Regions from separate parts of the Gossypium raimondii genome. Here region 1 is linked to region 2. The links are chromatin contacts, called in public Hi-C maps. All regions are on one chromosome and are shown on one strand. The core of a region is the stretch at or near the end of the contact, and the rest is flanking DNA. Distances in the headings are between cores, read along the strand shown. Region 1 has its middle 12 kb from the start of LOC105804011. Region 2 holds the start of LOC105804013.

Region 1 (6,893 bases), core at 1,402-3,901, 150 kb after region 2:
TAGTAACACAACACAATACCTAAAATCAGATAGAGTTGAAAATTAGACGAAGAATTTTGTTGAGGCATGTATGAACAGTTTCCTTAAGATAGATTCGATCTCTCCTCGGTGCTTTGAGTAACGTTGGACGTCTGTCTCCAAAGATACAACAACAAATGATCACAGTAGTAGCACAACAACAGTGATCAATTGAACACAATCTTGCATTTCTCTATCACCAGGAAGAATGAATTTAGAAGGAATTTTTTATGTTGATGGTTTTTGATAATGTGTTTTGGAAGTCTCCTAACTTGGCTTTATATAAAGGAGGGGAAATGAATGAAGAGATTTAGACCGATTCATGAAGAATTTTGTTGAAAAGTTAATAGATATGAGTAAACAGACACAATGAATGAAAAAATACAATATTAAACCAAAAGCAATAAATCTGTTCACCAAGAGATACAATTGTTCAAAAGATACAAATGTTCATCAAGAGACGAACTATTGTTTAATTTGAGCATCAATTTATCATTCATCACTTAACAATTTTAAGCATATTATATAGAATATAAGTTCATAATTTATTATTCAAATCTTTAATTTTATCAATAAAATAATATACCTCAAAGTTCCAAAATATCCATTATTTTCCAACAATGCCTAATTTGTTCCTTGATAAACTAAAAATCTACGGTACCATCCATAAATAAGAATTATACAACAACCTTCTCATCCATTTTTTGCCCACAAAAAATGATGTTATAAGAAAACATGCTGCAATGAGTAAATCTTGGGATGAAATGGGCTCCAAAACACACACAACAACACTCAACATAAAGGTGAATGTCTCTAAAATATTTTTATGTTTCCTATTAGCTGTTAAGACAAATATATCTTCAGCTAATAACATGCTATTAGTAAGTCAAATTTTGAGTATTTTGCTTGACTGCATCTAACTGCAATGAGCTGAGGGACCTTTGGTTGAGTCACTAATAATCAAGTTTTTTTTTTAAATAATAAAATGAACTATGGATCTTATAGGATGATATTTAACAAAGAAAAAGAAGTATAACTAAAACAAAATCAACTAATCGTATATCAAGGTAAACCCAGAAACCTAAGCATAAGAATGTAATAATATTTCAGCAAAGGAACAGCTGAAAGAAACAACTTTTTCATCAACAGGATACTTTATTCAAAGAAAGCTCATATCAATCCAGTTTCATATACTTGTATGAAATAATTCTTGAAAAGCAGCAGGATACAATATCACAAAATTCATCAACAGATAAACATGGATGCCAAATATTGCAATTTTTATATACCAAATCCGTTATTGATCATGCAACACGCCTTAGAACTAGTGAAACAAACTAAAATTTCAAGTTAACTAGCAATACATAAACCTTCTGAATTTCCAAAATGACTAACAATTTTAAATTTATCCAAAACAAAAATAAAACAAATTTGCCATATATTCAAACTCTGAATTAAATAGCATAAAAAGAAACAACTTATTTAGATCAAACGCAGAGATAAAAATCAATATGTTTATGTAATTTGGAAAAATGGGGGTGGCTACTTAGAAAAGGACTGCTCTTGGCGGTGCATGTCTTTTCTACCGATGCCACTTGCTTCCTCTCAATATCCATTGTCGCCATTGAGTACTACTGCTTCTCAACTATTACTTTTGAACCCGAGCTGGAAGACCCAAAGAGTTTTCTAATATTGGAGAAAATGATGACAAGAATTTCAGCATTACAGAGAACGGTGAACTCTTTTGGCGAGTTTGATCCATGCTCACCGCACCATTATTGATATAAGGTATCAACAGTCGTAAAAGAGGGGAAGAGTGTTCTGGGCAAGGAGCTAAGAGGAAGAAGATAATAAAAATGGATGTTTATAGTACTATCCCCCTTAAAAGAGGGTTTTTAGAATTTTATTATATAGAGGATTAATCGGGTTGGACGTTGGGTCGGGTTATTTTTACTATAATTATATAATAGTTGTCAAGTTTAGGAATCATTTATTATATTAAGTCATTCTATTTTAACTCTTATCAAATGTGAGTCTTATTCAAATATATTTCAATTATTAATTTATTTATATATAATTTAATTTTTATTTTAGTTATATGAATGTATCAGTTGTAATTATAATTTTATTTATTTATTACATTGATTAATACTAATTATATTTATATAGATGTATTGTTTATGATTAGGAATTATAACCATTTCTTCAAATAAAATTAGTGGATAAATATTAAAATCATACAAAATTTGATTTAATATGTAATTTGATATATAATTTTTGATTATGCACAATTATATCCATTAAAATTTAACTTTAATTTAAATACATATAAAAAATTTAATTTTGATTCAATCGTATGTATTTAAAACTAAATACATCAATTTATAATTATTTATGTAATATGTATAGTAAAATAATATTATATCAACAATAATATTATTTGTTTCTGAAAAATAATTTAAATTAAATTTATATATAAAATATTATAAAATTTTTATTATTTACCAAAATAATACAAAAAAAAACAGAACAGTGGAAAATCGGATGCCACAGGCGCACCAAAGGTTCCTGTGGCAGAGGCGGCACCAAAGGTGCCTTTGCCAGAGGCGGCACAGGACTAAAATGTAATGATCTAAAGTTTCAAGGACCTGATATGTAAATTTACCATTTTAAATTTTGAAAGTGAATTGGTGCCGCTTATGGGTGTGGCGGCACTAAAGTTGAAATGTGGCTAATTACCTTCTAAGCCCTCCTTATTTATTCTTTTCTTTTTATTCCCCTTCAACTCACTTTTTTATTTAATAAACAAGCCCTCAACCTATTTTTGTAGTTAAATAAGCTCTTAATCTATGATTTTTACTCATAAAAGCCCTTTATTTTATTATTAAAGTAAATATATTTTACCTAAAGTAAAGCTATTTAAAAAAGTATAAACTAATTCGCATTTTATGTTTACGTGAATTTGATGAGAATAGTTTATTAAATAAAAAATTTATGTTTATCAAAGGCTTATAGCTATAATAGTCCCTTAAGAAAAACCAAAAAAGTAACTAAACCCTTGACTTAATTTGAACCCAGTTGAGCCCTTATCATTAACTTGAAAAATTAATTAAGCTCTTAGACATTAATAATTTTAACATTTCATTACATTAACCATTAAAATCAATTAATGACCAATTAGATGAAGAAATATGACAAAGTTGTGATTTAATCTTTCATATCTCCGATAAAAATCATAAAATATCTATCTATAATATAGATAAAAGCACGAGTCTTGAAAAACTTTTGAACCGACAAAAATATCATTTATTGTTAATTATATTACTAAACTACATTAGAATAATAATTTATTAATATTATTATATAATAATAAAAAGTAAGATTAATTAAAATAACAATATATTAATGTGAAATTAATTAATTTGGTCATATATTATAAAGGCTCTACTTAAAAAAACATAATATATTATTAATTAATAAAACTATAAATCTATAAAATCATTGAATATAATAGGATGAATTTAAAATAATAAGAATTCAAGTTTTTAATTAAATAAAATATTATATATATATAAATACTCTTTATAAATTTAAAATAATTATAATTTAATAGACGTTGTGAGAATTATATATTTCAAAATAATTATAATTTAAACTGCAATTATTATTAAAAATATTGTGCTAATTTTAAAATAGAATTGTTATTTAAATAGAACTCTAAGCATAAAATATAGGAAAAAGACAAAAAAATTGTGATAATTATAATTATAATTTATTGTTATTAGTTAAAATTTTGACGATGCTACTTTTATTAAAATAAAGTAGAGTTATTACTTAATTAGAATTCTAAGTATCTTAATTACTACTTAACTAATATTAGATTTAATTAAAAAATTAATAGAAATACCGGGCATGCTTTATTGAAAACCAAAAGTAAAAATAAAACTGATCACCCATAAATGTAACCCAAATAGAAAAATAAATTATAATTATAAACTATTCTCATCAAATTTAGTAAATTTTTTATTTAATAAATTATTCTCATAAAATTCACATAAACATAAAATGCAAATTAGTTTATACTTTTTAAATAGCTTTACTTTAGGTAAAATATATTTACTTTAATAATAAAATAAATGGCTTTTATGAGTAAAAATCATAGATTAAGAGCTTATTTAACTATAAAAATAGGTTGAGGGTTTGTTTATTAAATAAAAAAGTAAATTGAAGGGGAATAAAAAGAAAATAATAAATAAGGAGGGCTTAGAAGATAATTAGCTACGTTTCAACTTTAGTGCCGCCACACCCACAGGCGGCACCAATTCACTTTCAAAATTCAAAATAATAAATTTGCATATCAGGTCCTTGAAACTTTAGATCATTACATTTTAGTCTTGTGCCGCCTCTGCCACAGACACCTTTGGTGCCGTCTGTGGCATCCGATTTTCCACTGTTCTGTGTTTTGTTTTTTGTATTATTTTAGTAAATAATAAAAAGTTTATAATATTTTGATATTTTTATTTTTTATAATATTTTAGTAAAAATCCCTTGGGCAATTTACCAATAAAAGTATTTTTTTTCAAAAATTACCGAAATGGGCCCATTTTTTAATTATTTACCGGAATAGTCCTTTTTTCTGGGAAATCGCGTCCCACGTCGTAGCGATGTCGAGTGCACGCGTCAAGAAACGCGTCCACGTCGGTAGCGAGATCTTGATGTGGAAGGAAATCGCGCTCGAAGGACGCGATTTCCTTCCACGTCAACATCCCGCTAACGACGTGGACGTGATTTCGCCCCAGCGTGAAAAGACTCCAACGGTCAAAAAAATAAAATACCAGGCCCATTTCGATAAATTTTAAAAATATAGGGTTTTTGGTATTTTGAAAAATAAATTTTGAATCTTTTGTACTTGTATTTATTTTTTAATCAATTAACTCTTCAATATTACATCAATAGCAACAAGTACAAAAAAGATTCAAAATTGTCACCAACAAGATTTGAACCAAGATACTAAGGGAAAAGAGCAAGCATCTTAACCAACTAAGCTAAACTAATTAATTGCCATATTCCTTACTGTTATTATCTTAATTATATTACTTACGTTCTAATAATTTATCGGACCTATTCCATACACGTGTCAAATCGAAAAAATAATACAACAATTACAGTAAAAAAATTCGTGTTTACTTCAAATAAATAAGGAAAATAATGATTTGAATGTTTCAAAATTCAATTTTAAACCGAAAAATCAAAATTTAGGGAAAAATGATCTTTTTGATTTAAAATGCTGTAAACCGCCTTGCTATTTGTCGTAGCGTAGATCTCAAAAAGTTATTCAAATAAAAAAAATCATCTCAATCGGACAACCGAGCCAAAAGTTATGGCCTTTCAAAGTTTTCCAAGCTAAAAAACATAAATTGTTCATCCACGTCAGCAAATCGCGTCCTCGTAGGCACGATTTGTGTCCACGTAAGCAAAGCGCGCTGACGTGGACGCGATGTTCTAACACGTCCCCTAACAGCGCGCTGACGTGGACGTGATTTTGGGGAAAATGACCTATTCTAATAAATAATAAAATATCGAGCCTATTTCGATAAATTTTAAAAAAAATAGAGGTTTTTTTGATAATTTGCCCAAATCCCTTAACATGTTCACAATTGATAGAAAGAAAAGAAGCAAGTTGGGGAAGGGGAGTAATAGGGATAAGGACGCCACGTCCGGATACACCATGGCATGACGTGTTTCATTTGCTCACAAAAGTTCACTTATCACGCGCCGCATTTCTATCTCTATCTATTATAAAAATCTGAACGTTGATGCAAATTTCGTCACGCCTCTTTCATATTTTTTTGGCAAATTTTATTATAATTAATTAACCCCTGTTTATATGTTTCATTGAGTTAGTTAAGTCCGATCCAAGGAGACATCATTTCAATCACACAGAATTTAATTAGTTTCATATTAAGCACTAATTACATATGTTTGAATTGTTGTTATAATGAAGAAGGTTTCTCCACTTATTTTTTGGCTTAATATTTTTAATCATTTTAGTATGTATATTAGTTTTCTCAATTTCACCATTTTACTTTCATTCTATATATCCCATTATTCTATTTATATTTTCCTTAAAAATTTCATCTAATCATGTGTAAAAATAACTCAAAATTTTTAAAACTATAAAAAGAAATCCATTAAAAATACAAAAATTCCCAAAAAATACTATATATTTGTAACCAAAATTCATAAAATTCTAAAATTTTCTAAAAAATCAAAATTCAAAACAAACAAGTTTAAAATTTTATGAGTTCATTAAGTTTTTTGAAGTTCTGAATACTTATTGGACAAAACAATCTGCTTCATCTTTTACTTATAAAATACAAAGTTAATTGAATAAAGAAAATTTAATTTAAATTCATCAATTTCTTGTGATGACTTGCTAGATGCATGAAGAGAAAGGAATTTTAATATTAAAAGAAATTCCTAATTAATTACATGAATTTGTTGTGATCATGGAGTTTATATGTACACCAATGCCAAACAAATGACATGATAAGTTATCTGTTTAGAATATGATTCCTTCATGTTAAAAGCATGGAAAATAATTTTAGAATTAATTTAGGTTGTTCATATAACTATTTTAGAAAATAATATTTAATAAATTTAAGATTTGAATTGTAAAATTGATATAAACAAGTGGTGGAATAATAAAATACCAGTGCTCTAATCTTTCATTAATAGTAATTTTTAAATACATTTTGATAAAAAAACTATTAACTAAAATATTTAAAATAACAAACACCAAAACTTTAAAAAAATGACCAACAAAATATCAATTTTGACAATTTAATCTAGAGTGGGGAATATATATATAAATA
Region 2 (6,694 bases), core at 191-2,690:
AGAAGTTCCATTGATGGTGCCGTTCCAATTATTCCCGGATGAGTCAACCCAGGAAATCTCACCCCTGCAACTCATATGAACCTTTTTAAATGACAATATAAACGAAGGGAAGCATTTTGACAGCTTATAACTAGTGGGAATTAATGGAAATTGCACCCGGTATATGAGGAGAGTAGGCATAGATTCCTTCAAAATACCAAATAGCTTTTGTTGCACATGGAAAATGGTCCGTCAAAAACCCTCCTCCATTTTCTCTGTCAAAAGTTGCTGTATAACCCCATTCATCACCCGGTAAAGGACCCAGGTTACATATTTCCACTGCAAGAAGATCACCTGGCATGGCAGGTGTCTCCTTCTTGTCTACAACTCTTATAGGCCCACTCAGATAATGAACCTGTATCATTTGCATAATATTTTTTTTTATCATAACCAGTAAGTTCAATTCAAAGATTATTATCTGACATAAGATGTTATATTTAGCTTATTTCTTTTTTCCCTGACTCAGATAATGGAGTTTGTTTACTTACAGTGGAGATGTCTATAAATTTTACATCAGCTGCAGAATCATCATCTTTTATGACACTTCCAGTCCAGTCAACCATTTCTACTCTAAAGACCTCACTGACCTTAACATGGGCAACCGGAGGGATTTCAGGGTGCCAACGATTGTGAAGAGGTAGAGCTTGTTCCCATGGCTTCTTCTTCAAATCTACTGACACCACTAGTCTTGGAGTTGGAGGAGCCATGGATTAAGCTTTGGGAAAAACAGGGAGATTGTTGAGATATTTGTTTCAGTCTTGCCAAATGTCACCCATTGAAGCAAGTATTGACTCTTGAGTCTTGACCAATACTCTACTTGCTGACAAATGGGTTCGACCATTTTTCCAATGGTCCCATTTTGGTTTTACTAGACTGAAATACCAAGGTTCACTAACTAGACAACAGGGTTTGATTAAAATTGCCAATAAGAAACACTGGAAGTTATTGTTTACTTGAAAAATGATTAAGAAAAATTATAGGAACAGCTTTAGGTTGCAGTAGAAGTTGAAAGAAAGGAAAGTGTTAGAAACTCACAATAGATTGATCAGCATGCTTGACATCTTCGGCAGAGTAGTCACTTGTTATTCCACCTCCACTGAAATCCACCATTTCAACTCTGAAAACCTCTCCATCTTTAACCTCTGCAACAACTGGTATGTCGGGGTGCCACCGGTTGTGGAGGGGATGTTTTTGTTCCCATGGCTTTTTCTTCAGGTCTATAGGCACCACTACCTTTGCACCATAGTGAGCCATGGCTCATGTCTTGAATTACAAACAATAGGTCCCGAAACCCTTCATTTTGGATAGCTATGGGTTGAGAGTTGGGATATTTTTGCTTTGATGGATGGACCACTTGGAACTGACTTCACAACTTACCTTGGATTTTCTTCTAGGACAAAGTAACAGTTATTAGATGGCTATTTGGTGGAATCACGGAAGTGAATGCAAGTGGTATCTGACTCAGGTTTGCTTCAATACATGGTATATTTGACAGAACCATCCAATCCTTTACCAAAAACATGATGGTTGATTATATTTCTTAAATGAACCAACCCAACGCTTGGATTGGGTTTTTACCTTTTATTCTTTTAAGTTAAAATTGTTCAAAATAAAAAAAAATAACAACCCCACTTTGACTCTCATGCTCTCAATTCTTTTACTTAATAGAAAAAATATTCTCAAACTAAAAATATAATTTATCTGCACAAAACCAGAATGTAAAATAATTTATAAGAATCCACTCAAATTAAGTTTGTATAGATTATGTAAAAATTTGTATTAATACGATAACTCCTTCAAATTTTAACCTTAAAATCCTAAAATCTTATTTGTGAAACTTTATACACAATTTGAAACTCAAGTCCCAATTCTAGATGAAATTTCCTAAATCCTAAACTTAAAAACACTAAAAATCTTTCAAGTCTTTATTTCAAAATCAAAGTAAAAGCTCTACATAGCCAAGAATAGAGTCATAAAATGGAGCTGAAATTGGGGCAATAGTTGTGCTTTTAAGTGCTCAGCAATGAATATGGAAGATTTGAGGCGATGAAGACATCAGTTTAAAAGAATGGGCTGCTCTCTAGATTCCGAACAAGGACCGGTTTGAAATGGGCCTAGTACGAGGCTCCCTTACCCTTTTTGACTTTCGTAGATGGGTTTTCCATGGAAGACGAGCCATTTTTGAGTTATAAAGATGTTTGGTTATAGGAAACTACTTTGGTTTCTTTCGTCATTTTGGGTTTGATTGAAGGCATTTTTGAGTTATAAAAATGTTGAGTTATGAAAATTAAAGACGTAGCTAGGAAGTTAAAAAAGAAAAAGAAAAAAGAAAGACTTATCTTGAAAGAGAGAAGAAAAAGATAAAGATAGGATAGGGAGATAAAAAGGGGTGAATTACCTAAAAATACTGAATTTTAGAAATATGATTAGATTAGGCCGACTTTTTTGAAATTTATTGGATTAAGCCGATTCTGGAGAGAGAGAAGAAAAATGCGCCTAGCTGAACGCATTTTCAACGAATTTGACAGGAAAACGCCTCCAGCTAAATGCGCTTTTCTGCTCGGGCAGCAAAGCATATCCAGCTGGACGTGTTTCCTTTTTCTCTTCACGGTTCATTTAGGGTTTTTTTTAAGTTTTTTAGGGTTAAGGTTTAGGGATTTTTAAGGGTTTTTGTTTAAGGTTTGTAAGGATTTTTGGAGTTTAGAGTTTAGGTCCCAAAAATATTATTTTAGGGTTTTTTTTACTTTTTAACATTTTTATATATTCTTTAGAAATTTTTTATAATATTTATATTTAGTGGAAAATATAAATTTTAGAATTGTTATAAGCATTTGAGTTTTAAAAATAATATTATTTTGAATTTTTTGACATTATTTTGAGACTAATTTGGTAATTTTCAAAATTGACGAGTACCGAAAGGGTATTTATACTAATCTGTTATTCGGATTATTCAAATTGTAAAATTTAACTCGATTCGAAATCAAAACTCGAATTACTTGATTCGATTAACTCGAAGTTCGTATTTTTTTTTCAATTTTTCTCAATCGAATCAAATTTTGGTCATCCGAAATTTACGGTAGGTGGAGGTCTACTCGAAATGTTCACAAAATATTATCCCTGTAGTAGGCCCAAATTGGCTCAGGCCCGTGTGGAATAAATAATGGGACACAGCCCAATTTTTACAAAGCCCAAATTAAACCCTAGCCTTAACCCCTCAAAAAAGAGAACCATAGCAACATTTGCCAAGAGTCATGCATGACTCACCCTCTCCGCACAAATCGTGCCTCCACGATCGTCGTACTGCGAGAAAAGCGGATCCAAATCAAGTATTCATCGCAACAATAACAAGAAAATAAGGATTCTTTTGATTTTTTGATATTTTGATGTTTTATTTGGTTATATAAACCGATTGTAAAAAGGATAAAAGGGGGATTTTTGGAGTGTAAAAGACAGAGAAATAGACAAGAGAGAAATCAAGAGAAAAATAGAAAATACAAAGATTTTTTTCTTAAGGTGAATCGGGTTCTTGCAGTTTTATTTATTTATTTTTTTCTTTTCTTTTGCGTTTTTGTTTTTTTAAAGAAGTAACAAAGAAAAGAAAAAGGGAAGCTTACCTCTCTGGCCGGAAGCGTCGATCGGCGCCACCTCCATCGCGATCGGAGCTGTGGCGCATGGTGGAACGGCGGCGCGGCGGCTTGGGTATAAAACCCTAGTAGAGAACAAAAAGGGGGAAGGGGTGCAGCATTTTTTTGTTTTAAAATAAGTTATGAAATTTTTAAAAGGAAAAATTGGGTTTTATTGAAACCTCAAAACGGTGCCGTTTTATCCAAGTCTTGACCCGCGAGGTGACCCGACCCAAAGGGGAGGATCCGCGCGTTTGGCTTTAAAGGTTTAATTGCGCATTTAGGCCTTCCCTTTCGCAAATGCGTTCCAATTAAGTCCTTTCTACTTATTTTAAAATTGGGCCGCATATTTTATGCTTGTTTCAATTTAGTCCCCGTTGCGCAGCGCTTTGGAAGGAGAGGATAATTTCGCTTTTGGTCCTCCACTGTTACACGCGCGTTCAAGTCGATCTTTTTTTTAAATTTATTTTAAGTCAGCCCCCCATTTTTGTTTAAAATTCAATTCAGTCATTCTTCTCATTTTTTCTTTTTTTTTATATATCATTATCTTTTTTTTACTATTATTATGCCATTATTACTATTATTATGTTACATTACATCATTATTATTGCATTGTTTTCTATTATTATTACTATTGTATTTGCTATTCATATACACGCATATTTTTATATACAATATATGTGCATATTTTAATATATACTTTTAAGGGTTTTAAATTTGCATACATTTTACATATACATACTTCTTTTTTATTTTACTTTCCTTTTTATACTTTATATTATATATATACTTACACACTTTTTATTTTTGTAAATATATACATATACATTTTATTTTGTAAATATATATTGGTACATGCTTTTATATTTATTCTATTTTTATGATTTTCAAATACTTACATGCAATTTTATTAGATTTTGATTGACATATTCCATTTCGTCTTTTATATGTATCTTTGTATATGTGTGTTAAATATATGCGTACACATATTTACAAATTTACTTGTATATTGTACTTATATATATATTTGTAAATATTTATTCATATTGGTCTTAAATTAAAGTTTTGTTTCACACTATACATTAACTTTAACATACCTTTCGGGAAATATATTTTGGTTTTGTCAAAATCATCATATTTTATAAATTTTCAAAGTATTTGGCGTTCATGATTCTCGAGAAAGACCGTGTCCTAACTTACTGGATTGCGATTATTCTTCGATGCATTTAGAATGCTAAGTATTCATTTTGCATTAAATTGGCAAATTTTAAATAAAAGCTTATTCTTGGGAGTTCAAAAATGTTGGGTCCTAACTTACTGGTCCTGATATTTTGACTTCTCGAAATAAGAATTTTCAAAAGTAAAAGGCAATATTCGGGTATTTTGAAGATTTAAAAATATTGTGCCCTAACTCACTGGGTGTGGTGTTTTATCTCTTTGAAATAAGAATGTCTTACTATTTTGATTCATTCATGAAATAAAAAGTTTTCTTTTAAAATCTTTTCAAATTTTCGACCCCAAGACATTAAATAATCAATTTGGTACCGATTTTGGGCGTTTCAAGGGTGCTAACCCTTCCTCGTGCGTAACTGACTCCTGAACTTGTTTTCTCAAATTTCGCAGACCAAAATTATTTTTAAGGTGAGCCGATCACACCCCAATCAAGGATCGGTGGCGACTCCAATTTTTATTTTTAAAAGTCGACAACCAAAATTTTTGTTTTCAAAAAAGCGGTTTCGATAGCTTGGCGACTCCGCTGGGGACTTTGAGAGTCGAGCCATGAATTGATTATGCTTTGTCTTTTTGTCGAAAGTCAAAAGTTTTTAAAAAAAATCATGAGTTCCCTTCGCACTCATTGACTTTTCATCATGGTATGTTGGTAACTTTGCATTTGCATTTTACCCTTAAGTGGGAGCGAGAAACTAGTCCTTCGTGAGGTTTTCACCTCCGTGCAGGGTAGTGGACCGCTTCCGGGATACATCCGTACCTATGTCTTCGTGAGATTTTCATCTCCATGCGGCCATAGGGAAATGTGTCCCCCTGAACTGAACTCGATCCATATGAGCCTATAATGGGTAAGGATCGAGGAATCTGCTGGTTCGGGTACCCTTACTCTAGAAACTAAACCTCATATAGTGAGCTTTAGGAACTTGCCCTAGGTAGAACTATACCGAACCTTAGTAGCTTCTTGAATAAGTGTTCCTGTTATTTTATATTGGATTATATCTTTATATGTGATACTGACTTGGGTTTATTTTGTTTTGATTACATTGCATTTGCATCTTAGAAAATAGATGTTGATTTGAGTTCGATTACTAAATTAGAAAGCTTGTTATGGAATACGGGTTTCTTGATAAGGTGGAAGATAATAAGGTGGTCCGAAAAAACATGGCACGAAAAGCCTAACAAGAGGAGTATACGACTTTGCTGCATGACCTGGGGATCCAAATTGTCAAAGTTTATTCAAAAGTCATCAAAGGTCCCAATCTCATAAAGAAGCTAATGAACGTGAATGAGCAAGGATTTACGACCTAGATCAAACAAAACGGAGATCAAATTCGTCAGATGTATCTTAATATCTGAAGGGCCGATGTCTTCACTTGGAGTATGAGGGTAAAGCCGTATATATATATCCGCTTTATGTAAAGAAATTTGTTTTCTAGTAAAGTTTTCTAGTAAAAAATTGAACATGAATCAACGTCTCTTTTCGCATTCATTTCATGCATTTGCATTACATTACATCATATGCATCAAAGATTATTAAAAGATCGTAATTAACTAAAATCATTGCTCAGTTAACCTGGAAACTAACCAACCAACCAAACACCGTTACGGTACTTGAGCAAAGATTAAGGACATGGATCAGAGATTGTAAAAACTCGAACAGTGTCAAAAGGAGATGCAAGACCGACTTCAGCTACAGGTGCAGGAGCGGTTAGACAAGATGAAACAAGAGATGTCTGAAAAGATGCGAGAATCCCAAGAAGGTATAGTGGCAAAGCTAACCCAACTGATAACTAAGGGAAGTGATA

Evidence for each region. Hi-C and Micro-C count contacts between places; a contact is called where the count stands out from the background.
Region 1: a Hi-C map of leaf shows a contact between it and region 2, with 1.8 times the contacts expected there. The contact joins the enhancer-like site here to the promoter of LOC105804013 in region 2. A contact is called at or near these places in 2 of 2 Hi-C or Micro-C datasets (both in leaf).

Annotation. Positions count from the first base shown.
Region 1 is chr11:37,583,205-37,590,097 of ASM2569854v1, forward strand. No RefSeq gene overlaps it. Among protein-coding and RNA genes, the nearest start is that of LOC105804011, 12 kb to the right of the region's middle. Within about 2 kb of position 2,652, the one cell type or tissue checked has open chromatin away from gene starts, as enhancers often do. A contact at or near this core is called in leaf, where this site is marked.
Region 2 is chr11:37,429,566-37,436,259 of ASM2569854v1, forward strand. It overlaps LOC105804013, which reads right to left and starts at 1,441. Exons shown (of 7, transcript XM_012636488.2): 1 at 1,075-1,441; 2 at 157-394; 3 at 1-64. The coding sequence starts at 1,293.